Linked DNA regions of Mus musculus: region 2 is linked to region 1. The links are chromatin contacts, called in public HiChIP or PLAC-seq maps. All regions are on one chromosome and are shown on one strand. The core of a region is the stretch at or near the end of the contact, and the rest is flanking DNA. Distances in the headings are between cores, read along the strand shown.

What was found. HiChIP or PLAC-seq counts read pairs in DNA pulled down with a chosen protein or histone mark.
Region 2: an H3K4me3 HiChIP or PLAC-seq map of bone marrow-derived macrophages shows a contact between it and region 1, with 3 times the contacts expected there. The contact joins the promoter of Ptgr2 here to the enhancer-like site in region 1. A contact is called at or near these places in 1 of 39 promoter capture datasets (liver), 1 of 484 Hi-C or Micro-C datasets (B cells), 3 of 115 datasets of contacts at active chromatin or transcription factors (the SCID.adh cell line and bone marrow-derived macrophages) and 1 of 9 other capture datasets (embryonic stem cells).

The regions. Positions count from the first base shown.
Region 1 is chr12:83,699,892-83,707,075 of GRCm38.p6, reverse strand. The region is part of intron 3 of Psen1 (presenilin 1); the gene reads right to left. Among named protein-coding and RNA genes, the nearest start is that of Psen1, 15 kb to the right of the region's middle. Within about 2 kb of position 3,980, at least 10 of the 459 cell types and tissues checked have an H3K27ac peak or open chromatin away from gene starts, as enhancers often do. A contact at or near this core is called in bone marrow-derived macrophages, where this site is marked.
Region 2 is chr12:84,281,158-84,288,341 of GRCm38.p6, reverse strand. Ptgr2 (prostaglandin reductase 2) reads right to left here and starts at 3,046. Exons shown (of 10, transcript NM_029880.3): 1 at 2,866-3,046.

The DNA.
Region 1 (7,184 bases), core at 2,731-5,230:
AAGCACAATTACTACAGTCTGGGACCACTCTGCAGAGAATAAACAGGTGGTAAAGGAACACCTGGGATGTGATTCCTTTTGGGCATTACCGCAAAGACATCAGAAAGCCAAGCCGGGTGGTTAGAAAGATTTACGGTCCCACTGAGCAGTAGAGCTACGAACTCTGTGTCTTAGGGTCTCCTAGACCCGGCCCCTGCCAAGAAGCTTCTGCGCTGCTCAGACCCCAGGAGGGGTCTGCAAGCCCTTGGAGTAGCCTATTGGGCTGTTTACAGATGCCTTGGGACACACCAGCAACCTAGACTGTGATCTCGGAGGAGGTCAGAGTTAGCTTGGCCCCTAAAGGGGGTAGAAAACAAAGGCCAACCATGTTTGTATAGACCGCTAACAGTAAAAACCTTGGCCATTGAGGCTTGAGTTTGTTCCCCTGGTTGAAAATACTGCAAGGGTGTTGTCACATGCTGTAGCCAGGAGAATTAAGCACTGTCTGCATAAATCCACTGGAATCTCAAGCAGGTGCCCTCTGGCCTGCCTGAAGTGCCTTCTTCTATTACCAATGATAATCTGTATTTTTTTTTTTTTTTTTTTGGTTTCTCAAGATAGGGTTTCTTTGTGTATACTTGGCTGTCCTGGAACTCATTCTGTAGACCAGACTGGCCTCGAACTCAGAAATCCACCTGCCTCTGCCTCCCAAGTGCTGGGATTAAAGGAATGTGCCACCACGCCTGGCAATAATCTGTATGCTTTCACTGCAATCAACTGTAATAGTGAACACTATCATTTTCCTGTGGTCTATGAGGCCTCCCACTGAATTACAGAACCAAGAATAGTCTAGGGACTCCTGTCCCAAATGTCTTGTCCTCACGAAATTACAAAAACGGTGCTAAGAGAAATTAAGGAACAAAAGCAAAACAAACAACTACACCACCCACAAAGTGCATCAAAGGAACAAGCAGCAAAGAACAGGGAATCTACAAATGCAAGAAACTCTTGGCAGATTCTCTCTGGGACATATCAAAGCTTATCTCACGCTAGGATAGCCACCATCAAAACCACCCCTACCAAAGACTGGCTGGATGTAGCTCAGTCTACAGGGCTTGCCAAGTTAGAGACGCAGCTCTAGGAAAATAAAGAGGAAATGACAAGTGGTGATGTAAAGAAACTGTGGCCCTCATACTTTGTTTTCTGGTACATAAAATGATACAACCACTAAGGAGAGCAACATTCCTGAGGTAGGTGGGGTTAGCCATGGTGGCACAACCCTGCATTCCCAGCACTCAGGACATTGAGGCAGAAGGACATTAAGTTTGGGGCAAACCAAGACCCTGCTCAAAATAATTAAAAAGAGCATATGATCTAGTGATCCCACTTTGAGTGTATTTACTAAATTACTTAATTGCAAAGAGGATTTCAAAGAGAAGTGTGCATAGCCATACTCACAGAAGCACACTATCCTTTATAGCCAGGTGGCAGAAGTCCAACAACTCAAACATCCATTGACAATGGATACCAAAAAAAAAAAAGCATTATAAATATGCAATAGAGAATTCCTCAGCCTTAAAGAACTCCTAGGCAGACACGGTGTGCACACCTGTAGTCCTGGCTATGTTGGAAAGAAGACAGGAGGGAGTAGGAAGGAAAACAATGTGACAAGAGCCGGGTGTGGTGGCGCACGCCTTTAATCCCAGCACTCGGGAGGCAGAGGCAGGCAGATTTCTGAGTTCTGAGGCCAGGCTGGTCTACAAAGTGAGTTCCCGGACAGCCAGGACTATACAGAGAAACCCTGTCTCGAAAAACCAAAAATAAATAAATAAATAAAAATGTGACAAGAAATCCTGTCACACTATGACATGGGTGACTCTTGAGTGCACGGCACTGAGCGAAGTAAGCAAACCAGGAGAAGGCAAGATCTAGAGTGTCACACTAAGAACCAGAAAAGATAACTCATCGTGCAGATGGCAGGGCAGTTCAATGGTTCTAGAGCACACTGTGAATGTGGTTAATATTAAACTATGAGTTAAAAACTGGTTATGATGAGTCAGGCAGTGATGGCATGTGCCTTTAATCCTGGCAATGGGAAGGCAGAGGATCTCTGTAAGTTTGAGGCCAGCCTGGTCTATAGAATGGGTTCCAGGGCAGCCAAGACTACAGAGAAATGCTGTCTTGAAAAAACAAAAACAAACAAAATCCAACAACAACAACAAAAACAGAAACAAAATGGATGAGATGGTAACTTTAAACTTTAAACTTTAAACTTTGTGTTATTTACCACAATCAAGAATTTTAGTTAAAAGATCTAAATAAATATAGAATTATACTATTCATGGAATAAGACCAGCATTATGAAAATATCAGTTCCGCCGGGTGTGGTGGCGCATGCCTTTAATCCCAGCACTCGGGAGGCAGAGGCACGCAGATTTCTGAGTTCAAGGCCAGCCTGGTCTACAAAGTGAGTTCCAGGACAGCCAGGACTATACAGAGAAACCCTGTCTCGAAAAACCAAAAAAAAAAAAAAAAGAAAATATCAGTTCCAAAAATCCTCTACACAACATAGGAAGGGAATCAATGCAATCACAAACTGCCAGTTGGCCTTTTAAAAGAAAGGTTTGCAAAGTGATTGGCAAAACCACTTAGGACTTAAATATACAAAGTAAATAGACCAGCTGACCTTGAACTCAGAGATCTGCTTCCTGCCTCCTGCTGTTGGGACTAAAGATGTGTACGACCAGGCCCAACTATTTTATTAAGAACCAAAACCAAAATAACCACCACCTTGTTAAACAGTGATACCAAGACCTAATATACAATTACAGTAATAGCAGGAATGTGTCACTGGTACAAGCACTAACTGATCAGTGGGACAGAATCGAGGCCAGATCTGTGAACCAGTGTGTGCCAGGGCACAAAGACACTTCACTGCAAACAACAGTCTTCTTCAAGCGCAATGCTGATCAAGGACATCCACAGAGAAACAAACTCTGACCCATATTGTGTTACATACACAAAATCAACTTAAAACAGACCACAGATCTAAATGAAAGTTGTCTTTGAGCCTGGGCTGTGAGCTGGGTTTGCCCCAGCTTCCCAAATAAGAAGTTGAGATAACAAGTGTGTGTCATGATACCCAATAACAGATAAATTATAAAGCATATAACTACCAAAAAAAAAAAAAAAGATTTGGAAAGAAACTTAAAAAACAGGATAAGATTTCATAGATAACTTCACAAAAAAAGAAACCCCACATTTCCAAGAGAAAAAAAATGACAAAAAGGACTTCACTGATATTCAATGATTTGCAAGGTATATGTATTATAACTTACATATCCAGAACATAAAGAGTCCTCACAATTTGAAAATGGGCAGCACACTGCACCAGACATCTCACTGGAGAAGGTTCATCAGCGTGATAAACAAAAACATTCAACACCATTGCTCATTAGAGATATGCAAATTAAAGACTAAGAAATGCTAGCACATACATTCTAAAAGGTTTGAAAGCTTGGGACTGACCCTTGAGGGCTGACGAGGGTGGGGTGGCTGCGAGGCATATCAAGAATCCAAGAATGCAGTTATTCAACCAATTTGGAAAAGTGGTATTATCTCAAGAAGCTCACCACAGCCTGCAACACTGGGTTATTTTCTACTCTTAGGCATTTACCCGAAATAAATGAGCACATGACCATTTGAAGTTTTGTAACTGAATATTTGTAATATGTCAAATTGAAACCTCCCCCAAATATTGAAACAAGGAACTGGCCAAAGAACTATGGCATAAGCATATAACCGGCTACAACTCAGAAATAAAACAAGACTACTGACATAACACCCATCAATTTCAAAATAATTATGCTAATTAAAGAAGCCAGACAAAAAAAGTCTGTAAGATTCTATTTAATTTTGAGTGAGCCTCGCCTTTGATGGCTGAGCCATCTCTCCAGCCCAGCATGGCTCTATTTATATAACTTCTGGAAGAGTAACCCCAGAGGGAGGTGACAAAAAGACCTGAGGGTGGTTGCTAGGGGTGGGGAAAGGCATGGGGACAGCACAAAGGGAACATGGGCAACTTGGGGGTAATGAGGCCTGCTCTTTTCTTCACTACAAAGAATTTTATGGATTTTTACGAGTATTTATGCATGCTATAAGTCATCGCATTGAGCCAGAAGTGGTGGTGCACACCTTTTAATCCCAGTGCTTGGGAGGCAGGTGGGTCTCTGTGAGTTCGAGGCCAGCCTAGTCTACAGAGTGAATTCCAGGACAGATAGGACTGTTATACAGAGAAACCTTATCTTGAAAATTAAAAAAAAAAAAAAAGTCATCACATTGAATCCTCTATGTATAGTTAACCATATGGCAATTATTCCACAATGGAGCCATTCTTAAAGACTGTCAGCGAGGTACAGTAGTACATGCTAATACTTTCTGGTTGAGGCAGGAAGATCTTGAAATTGAGGCCAGTCTGGGCAATTCAACAAGGCCCCATCAAAACAAACTGGGCCTAGTGGCAGTCGATCATCACGCCAGCATTGGGAAGCTAAGGCCGGTGGGCCAGAGTCCAGTCTACACAGTAGGATGGACTCTCTTTTAAAAATAAACAAAATAAAGTTTAAGTATCTTTTTAAAGGAGTTGTAAAATATGCTTTGAGTTCTAGTATAGCCAGGGCTACATAAAGAGAACCGATCTTAGAAAACAAAAAAGAAAAAAGTGTTGTCGGGTAGTGTTGGCGCACGCCTTTAATCCCAGCACTTGGGAGGCAGAGGCAGGTGGATTTCTGAGTTCATGGCCAGCCTGGACTACAGAGTGAGTTCCAGGACAGCCAGGGCTACATAGAGAAACCCTGTCTCGAAAAACCAAAGAGAAAACAAAAGTGTTTAAAAACTGTTAAAATGAGTTGATACTAAAAATACATGGTTTCCAAAATTAAAAATCTTATTAACTACTAAAATGGTTTAGACATAGTGTTATTTTAAGAGAAATTAAAGGCAGAAGTTTTTCACAGGCATGGTAGCTCTGCCTTTATCTGAACACATGGGAGACTGAGGTAAGAGGATGATGGTAAGATAAAGGCCAACGTGGGCTACATGAAAGGCTCCAGGACAGCCATGGTTACCAGAACACTGAAAAAAATTAAAAAAGAGCAAGCAGTGAGCTTTTCATTAAGAAGTCCCGACAGCAGCGACGTACACTGAAGTCCTCAGTGCACCGCACTCGTTCTCAGTAATTACCCACAGGCAGACTGCACGCCCCTTGTGGCTGCAGAGAGGCTCAGGGGTTAAGAACTCTCACCAGGGTTCAGGTCCCAGCACCCACATCAGATCTCACTCCAATCTAGGTGATGAGATGCTCGTACAGACAAACATGTAACCTGGCCTCAGACTCACAGAATCCACCTGCCTCTGTTGCCTGAGTATGAAGATTAAAGTCATGCATCATCACTTCCATTCCTGATTAGAAAATCTTTTAAAACACAGAAACATTGGGGCTGGAGAGATGGCTCAGCGGTTAAGGGCACTGACTGCTCTTCCAGAGGTCCTGAGTTCAAATCCCAGCAACCAACCACATGGTGGCTCACAATCATCTGTAATGACATCCTGTGCCCTCTTCCGGTATGTCGGAAGATAACAACAGTGTACTCACATACATAATAAATCTTTTTTAAAAAGTCACCGACACAGAAAAATCTTAATAAAAATTGCCTTATAGGGCCGGGGCGGGGTGAAAAAAAATTGCCTTATATGCCAAATAACACAGTCTCCAACTTGAATAAAGTTGGGTATTTGCTTGCTACACTCTAGATCGGTGGTTCTCAAGCTGGGGGTCGCGACCCCTTTGGGGGTTGGACAACCTTTTCACAAGGGTCACACATCAGAGATCCTGCATATCCGATATTTATGTTATGATTCATAACAGCAACAGAATTACAGTTAGGAAGTAGAAATGAAAATAATGTTATGATTGGGGCCACCATGACATGAAGAGCTGTATTAAAGGGTTGCAGCGTTAGCAACGTTGAGAACCGCTGCTTTAGATGCTTAGAACATTGTACAATAACAGTTTTAGAAATCTTTGGGTTTTAAAAAACATCACCTATCAAACATCAAGTCCCTTTACCATTAGTAAGATTAATACATAGCAGCCCAAGATAAGACACTATTTTCTGGACTCCTGAAGCCTGTGGTTGCCTCTGTTTAAGAGGTTACAAGGATATGGTAAAGGCAAGAGATCTGTGGAACAAAAGAGGGTTTACATGGTCTCCTCATTATGTCACCTACCAACAAATAATGGTGATTAAACTTACATGAGACTGCCAACTAAGAACGATTTGGTTAGTCTTTTCCAAAATGATTTCTATTTATTATACTTGTGGTAGGAGTAACCACTTTAATCTTGACCCTACTTGTTCAGGATTATAACAGTTTTAAAATGCAAAGTCTTACATTCTAGCTACAGGCTCCTCCCACTCCTGGTCCTCCCAAAACATTTAAGGTAGGAGCGTACTGAGATTATTCAGTAAATTATCTAAAATTTACTGATGGGAAAGTGAGGAACTCTAAATCTTCAGAGTATAAAGAAAGTCTTAAGGCTCAATCTTGATGCATACACGCGCGCGCACGCACGTGCGCACACACACACACACACACACACACACACCCCTCAGAGACTAGAAGAGGTCCTCTGGAGCTGGAGTTAACAGGCAGTTATGAGCCACCTCATATGGATCTATCTTGGGTCCTCTGGAAGAGCAGGAATTGCTTTGACCCCCTGAGCCATCTCTCCAGGCTCCCCTAATCCTCACTTGTGACTTGCCTTTAATGACAGCTTTCACTAGCAAGTACAAACTACACAAGGCAGGCTTGCAGACCTGAGACTGGCCTTGTCAAGGTTTCCCTCCATCTTGGTTGTACCTCAGAAAATTCTACCGATTCCCTAGACAGCTCCTAGGCCTGCTGTGGAGTCTGCCTCCAGTCAGTAGTGCTTAGCTGACAGGGTTACAACAGACAGATTTAGTGTGTGTGGTCTGTGAAGAGTTTGTGTATATACCCTGTATCCCACCCCTCTCCTGAGCTCCCAGCAGTTTACCTTGCATTGTATAATCACCGTCACTAAATACTTACCGAGCACTGTCAGAAACTGGCCAGCACTAGAAAACATAAAACAATGCACTCACTTCTTCCTAGAGAAGAGTACA
Region 2 (7,184 bases), core at 1,797-4,296, 580 kb before region 1:
ATGGTGGCAGAAAAAATGGCCACCATCTGAGAATGGTAGTTACTCTCAAATTCACTCTTCCCTTTGGGATATAACTCATCAGGGTAAAACACTCTGCAGCCTTCCTTTAAAGAGAATCCCATTTCCATCCCACTTCACTCAAAACCCTTCAGGTAAGTTCCTCTGGCAACATAAATACTAGTTAACAGTAATTATGTAATGAATGACTATTAACAGAAGCAATAGCACAGGTAAGTCCTTACCCTCCAACATCTGGTGCTAAGTCAACCTGCCCGAATGCCTGCAGATGTTTTTACAGAGCATGACCAGAATTGGGACTTACGGCTCACACATCACATTTGGAGTCTCTCCTGGCTTTGCTTCTTCACTCTTTTGTCTGGAGAATGTACTGACTGGTTCCTCAGTGTAACCTGCCTTGTTCTTCTATTTTCTTCTCTTATTTGGAAATGATCAGTCGGTTTAGAGGACCGATGAGATTCAATCTCTCTCTCTCTTGCCAACTATTGGGGATTGCACCCAGCCCCTGGTCAATGCTTCAGATTGGGGTTGGGGGCAGGATGGGGTGGGCATCTATAAAGGCAGTGCTGTCTACATCTTATTCGTCACATCATTTAGTATAGTGGGGAGATATGGCTGCTAGGTGCTCAAATTCCTGAGTTCCAGCATGTCCCTTGTCACACCCTCCAACTGGGTGCAGACTCCAAGTGCATCTCTTTACACCCAGCCACAGATACTGCCTATGGAATCACCATGTATAGAAATCACATAAAAATTAAAAACCAAGTTTATTCAGCTACAACTGTCAGACTGTCCTTGAGTGGTTATTACCTGTACTGTGATGGCTAAATCTTCAATCAAAGGACTGCTGCCCAACTGCCTGAGTTTCTTTTCCTATTGCTGTGATAAAATACCCTGACAGGAGCAACTGAAGGCAGAGGAGACAAGGGTTATTTTGGCTACAGTTTAAGGGCACAGTCGTCATGGAGAAGTCACTCTGGGTGCTTGAAGCAGTCACTCACACCACACCAACAGTCAAGAAAAAGAACAACGAGGCTGTCGAGATGGCTCAGTGGGTAAGAGTACCAACTGCTCTTCCAAAGGTCCTGAGTTCAATTCCCAGCAACCACATGGTGGATCACAACCACCTGTAATGAGTGCGTCTGAAGACGGCTTCAGTGCACTTATTTATAATAATAAATGAGCAGAGCCAACCAGAGTGAACAGAGGTCCTAAATTCAATTCCCAGCAACCACATGAAGGTTCACAACTACAGTGTACACATATACATAAAATAAATAAGTCTTTAGGGAAAAAAAAAAAACCAGAACAAGGAATGCTGGTGTTCAACTGGCTTTGTCGTTTTTATTCAGTCCAGGACCCAAACCTAAAAAATCGTCCTACTCAGCCTTGGGGTGAATCTTCCCACCTTAGTCATCTTAAAATGAAGCCAATCCCTCATGGGTACACCTTGAACTTGTCTATTCAGTGATTTCTGATCCCCCCAAGTTGACAGTCAGTGTTAGGCATCACACGGTGACAGTTATCTGTTCTCCATTTTCAGCATTCTGCCTTATTTCTCTAGATACACATAACAGAGCCAGTGTGATGCCTCCCACCTGTAATTCAGCACATGGGAGGTAGAAGAGAGAGGAATGAGTTCAAAGCCAGACTTAACTACATAACAAAATTCAAGGCCAGAATTCTGGGATATGAGAGACCTTGTCTCGAAAACAAACAAACAAACAAACAAACAAAATCAACCATGACTTACTCACAGGTTCTCCATCTAAAATAAAGATCACATTCAAGACCTGAAGGGCAGTGGGTTAGGAGGCATCATAATGGAGGCAGAGCTGAGTAGACCTCAGTAAACCCCATTTGCTGTTAAATTAAAGTGGGTTTCTAATTGATTCGACCATTCTAAAATACCACCAAAAGATCTGGTTCAATGACAGTCATTAAAAATACGCCTTAAGCATCTGTGTAGCAGACTATTGTAAGGAAAAGCTCACTGAACTCACAAGGGCAAAGGACATGTTCTGTTTCTAGCTGGGTGGGACCTCGGAGGGGTCATATAGTTTATTTCCTGAATGTTTCCAGGCATCCCAGAACTGGGTGAGTTGACATGCTCTAGCATGGTAGCGTCTTACATTTGTAATCCCAGTTATTGGGCAGATGGAATACAGACGGCAAATTCAAGGCCAGCCTGGGCAAATTAGTGAGAACCTGTCCCAAAATAAAAATGAAAAACAGTCTGGCAATATAGCCCAGTAGTAAAAACCTCTTGCCCAGCATGCATAGGGGAGGTGGAAGGCTGATCTTGGACTCAATTCCCAATACAGAAGAAAATAAATTATTAATCAGCTTGCTTAAATACAACTCCGTCCTCAAACACCACCGCCATGAAGTTGCAAACATGCTATCCTTTTCACAGACGCCATACAGGGGCTGAATAACTTGTCCAAGGTCGCACAACTTATCCCCAATATCTTTTAATAAAACACACTTCCTGTTTAGCCGTACTTTGTTCAACCATTCTGCCACAAAGGGCTCTGCTGACCTTCCCTGTGCTGTCTATGCCATCGTGTGCAAATGTCCACCTCAGAAAGCCAACCTTCCTCTATGGCTCCCACGACTAACCACTTTCACAGAAATTACTAGTAATCTCACATTTTCAAGCCGACTTCCTGGATCCTCAGCACCAAGAGGATCAAAACCTCTTGGTGCTGAGGTTTTTCAACATGACATAAGTATACCCCTATGCGTGGCACACAGTAGGCGCTCAATAGATGTTCAAATCTGAAGCACCTCAAACACAGTCGCGCCCAAACTTCACCCTCGGAATTCTTACAAAACGGAGAGCACCTGTTACGGGGCATTCCCTAGTCTAGCGTCCCAAGCTATACCGCCGGTGTCGCCCGGAGCTCGAGGAGGACGCCCACAGGTCACCCTGGCTCGGCACTTCCTCCTTTTCTGCGGGCTTAATCCAGCTTCCGGTGCAGCGATACAGTGGCCCCCCTGCGTGTCTGTCAGTTTGAGATCTCGCGGGATTTGATGAACAGCGAAGGGTCAGCTGGCGGCACGACCTTAGCCCTAGGACCACACTGCGCAAGCGCAGGACTAAGCCGGCCTCCTTGCCCTCTCGTCTCCTAGGGCCGGGGTTTTGAAGTTCATACGCGATCCTTTGGTCCCCAAGGTTGGTGAGAATCACAGGATACGTTGCTAGTCTAGGCAAGGAGTATCCATAAGTTAACCTCATTAGGGCTCCGTGGCCGACCCCGCCTCCAGGACCAAGAGAGCAAATTAACTAATGACTTCAGATCAAGTCCCCTGTGTCCTCTTGTGCCCCCAGAGGTTGAACCCGCGTCCTGGCACGGTCTAGGCAGACGCCCTGACAGCCAGCCCCAGCCTCTGGAAGAAACTTGATTCATGTTAGATTCACTGAGTCTTAGGTTGGGGAATCACAGTGAGAAATAGCATCAAGTCTAACCCTTGTTTTGTAGGTGAACAAGCTGAGATCTAGAGGACTAAAGCAGCGGTTCTCAACCTTCCTAATGCTGTGACCCTCGTGCGTGGTGACCCCCCCAACCATAAAATTATTTTCATTGCTACTTCATAATTGTTATTTTGCTATTGTTTCGACCCGTAATGGAAATGTTTTCCGATGGTCTAAGGGGACCCCAAGAAGCTAGAAACTCATGGTTTGAGAACCACTTGACTAGTCACTATCGGGTGTGGTTTGTTTCTAGAATAACTTGGGATCTCCAGGAACTGCAAACCCTAACGGACTTAATCAAGCGGCTGTAGGAATCGCCCTTAGCACTGTATTCCAGCAAGGGCTAATCGCGGAGCTCTAACTCTGGTATAAAGAGTAGCTGAAAAATACCAGTACCGCCGGCAAATGGGCAGCCATCAGATGGACTGGAGGCCCGGGTAACAGAACATCTGAACATTTTCACTTCGTTTGGAAAACTTGAAGAATGGGGTAGGAGACTGTTACCACATTCCAAATAACTTTCCAGCAGGATCTGATCTCTTGGTGGTCAGCTGAGTGAACCAGAGAAAGAGGAAACGCTCAAAAACAATAAAAGTGATAGCAGAAAACAGAGGGAGACTATAGATTACATCTAAAACTCAAAGAGAAGAAACTTAGTTTGGGCCCTTTTTGATGTGAAGTCCCCTTTTCTCCAGGTCTCAGATGTTCAAAAACTGCATGGAGGAGTTCAGGTTTATTTATTTTCCTCCCTTCTGAATTTTCTCTTCACACTAAGGGTTACAGTCGTTTGTATGACTTGAGTTGTACCATGTATCATATGGGTATTTTTTTCCTGATATGGTTTTATTTTTATTTTTTGTGGTGTGGTGTGGTGCGGTTTGGTTTGCATCACGGTGCCGCTACATAGGCCTGGGTATCCTGGACCTCACTCTGTAGGCCAGGCTGGCCTAGACTCAAAGAGATCCACCTGCCTCTCCCTTCTGAGTGCCTGGACTGAAGGTGCCAGCACTGGCTTTGGTTTTTATTTTCAAGGTTGCGGCCACTGCCATTTTACTAATGTGGAAATGGAGATTAATCACTCAAGCGCCAAGATGAAGGAACTAAACGTAAAGGAACAAGTCCCCAAATGAGAGCAAATACGTCCTTCTGTTTCTGCCTTTGCTGTGAGTTCAGGATCCCCTTCTCTTCCTTCTCTGCAGCTTTGCGTTGTCTCTCATCCTTTAACCGGTGCCAGAGATAAATGTTTTCCAGACTTAACTTGAGGGAGGTGCCAACCTTTCTCCCCCCAACCTAATGCAAACAAACTGTGGCACAGTCTGCGTCCCTCGCCCCAACATTCCTACTAAATATAAGCATTTAATCTGATAGGTTTATGTAATCGTTTGCTAAATGACCTTTTAAACTACAATGACTCCATTTGAATTCCTGTGAAGTCATCTCTTTCAGATTGCAAATTACTCAGGAGGAAGAATTAAAGTATGTCTAGCCTTCTTACTACATAGCCACTCCACGCAACAGAGATAATTTGGTGCTAAACAAATACATTTTCATGGAAGTGATAACTGTTCATAATGCCAAACCCAAACATAGATTCTAAAGAAATAACACACACGGGAGGTAAAAACCATACCTGCCTGCCTCTGCCTCTGCCTCTGCCTCTGCCTCTGCCTCTGCCTCTGCCTCTGCCTCTGCCTCTGCCTCTGCCTCTGCCTCTGCCTCTGCCTCTGCCTCTGCCTCTGCCTCTGCCTCTGCCTCTGCCTCTGCCTCTGCCTCTGCCTCTGCCTCTGCCTCTGCCTCTGCCTCTGCCTCTGCCTCTGCCTCTGCCTCTGCCTCTGCCTCTGCCTCTGCCTCTGCCTCTGCCTCTGCCTCTGCCTCTGCCTCTGCCTCTGCCTCTGCCTCTGCCTCTGCCTCTGCCTCTGCCTCTGCCTCTGCCTCTGCCTCTGCCTCTGCCTCTGCCTCTGCCTCTGCCTCTGCCTCTGCCTCTGCCTCTGCCTCTGCCTCTGCCTCTGCCTCTGCCTCTGCCTCTGCCTCTGCCTCTGCCTCTGCCTCTGCCTCTGCCTCTGCCTCTGCCTCTGCCTCTGCGATTAAGGGAGGAGTGGGGATTGTGTCATTGCTATTGCTGCATATAAATCATCCTCAAACTTGGTATCGTAAAACATGAGCATTTATTACTAGAGTTGTTAGGGGCAGAGCAGCACCTTTAATCCCAGCACACTGGACACAGAGGCAGGTGGATCTCTCTGAGTTTGAGGCCAGCCTGGTCTACAGAGTGAGTTCCAGGACAGCCAGGGATACACAGAAAAACCCTGTCTCAAAACACACACACACACACACACACACACACACACACACACACACACACACCAAAAAACCCAACAAGACAAAACAAACCCTTAAGGATCGATCAGCACATAAATGCCACCACAGGGACATCAGGGCATGAGCCTTCTTTGCCTGTGTTCACCCTCCGCAATTTTCAGGCTCCACCCCAACTGTACCCTCTGGCTAGATCCAGCCCTTTGTCCCTCTTTTGCTGGCCTGCCTGTGAGAAGCAGCTTTGGTTGACAGTATCCAAGCATGGATGTTGCTCTACTTGTAAGTCATACTTCCTTCAGCAGAGCTGCCTATTCTTTGTTTGGTTGGTTGGTTGTTTTTTCCAAGACAGGGTTTCTCTGTGTAGCCCTGGCTGTCCTGAAACTCACTTTGTAGACCAGGCTGGCCTCGGAACTCAGAAATCTGCCTACCTCTGCCTCCCGAGTGCTGGGATTAAAAGTGTGCGCCTCCATGGCTGGCTGAGCTGCCTATTCTTATGGCTCACCCTACTCAGGCGCACACTCCCTTGGGGTGAGGTAGGATGGAAGGAGGCACAGTCAGAGCACCTCACACTCCTCAGATTCATAGCAGGAGCCCAGCAGTCTTCAGGCGTAAAGTCTTCTCAGACTGCTTACACCTTATGGCCTGGTACAAGACGATTGTTCACGAGAAACTTGCCCATCTTTGTAGTTTTAATTTCCTTTTCCTTTTTAAAAAAGATGTATTTGTTTTATATGAGTACACTGTCACTTTCTTCAGACACACCAGAAGATGGCATCAGATCCATTACAGATGGTTGTGAGCCACCATGTAGTTGCTGAGAATTGAACTCAGGACCTCTGAAAGAGCAGTCAGTGCTCTTAACCACTGAGCCATCTCTCTCTAGCCCCTTGATTTTCTTTTTTTAATGAGTTGATCTTGCCAATCCCCTCAGTTAGCCATAATCATGAGATTAAGATTATATTTGAGATTTTTGAGATATACCCAAGTGGGATATGATGGTGCACACCTCTCTTTGGGAGGCAAAGGCAGGGGGATTTCTATTAGTTTGAGGCCAGCCTAGCCTATAGAGTGAGTTCTAGCTCAGCAAGGGCTACACAAAGAGAATCTGTTTCCAAAAACGAAAATTATATTCTACAAGATACTGTCTGAAAAAGAAAATTAAAAAAAAATTGAGAAAGTGTCTCTGAATTCAGTCAACCCCAACAATTCAGAAAAGAAAAGAGAGAATAGCTGGATGTAATGGCACAGGGCTGGTCAGAATGGCTTTCAAGATTTTTGAACTCTTATTCAAGGAACTGAAATAAAATCCACACCGAATGCCAAGTTGCATGGAAAAATTACTTAAAACAACACAATAAAGATCAGAAGATAC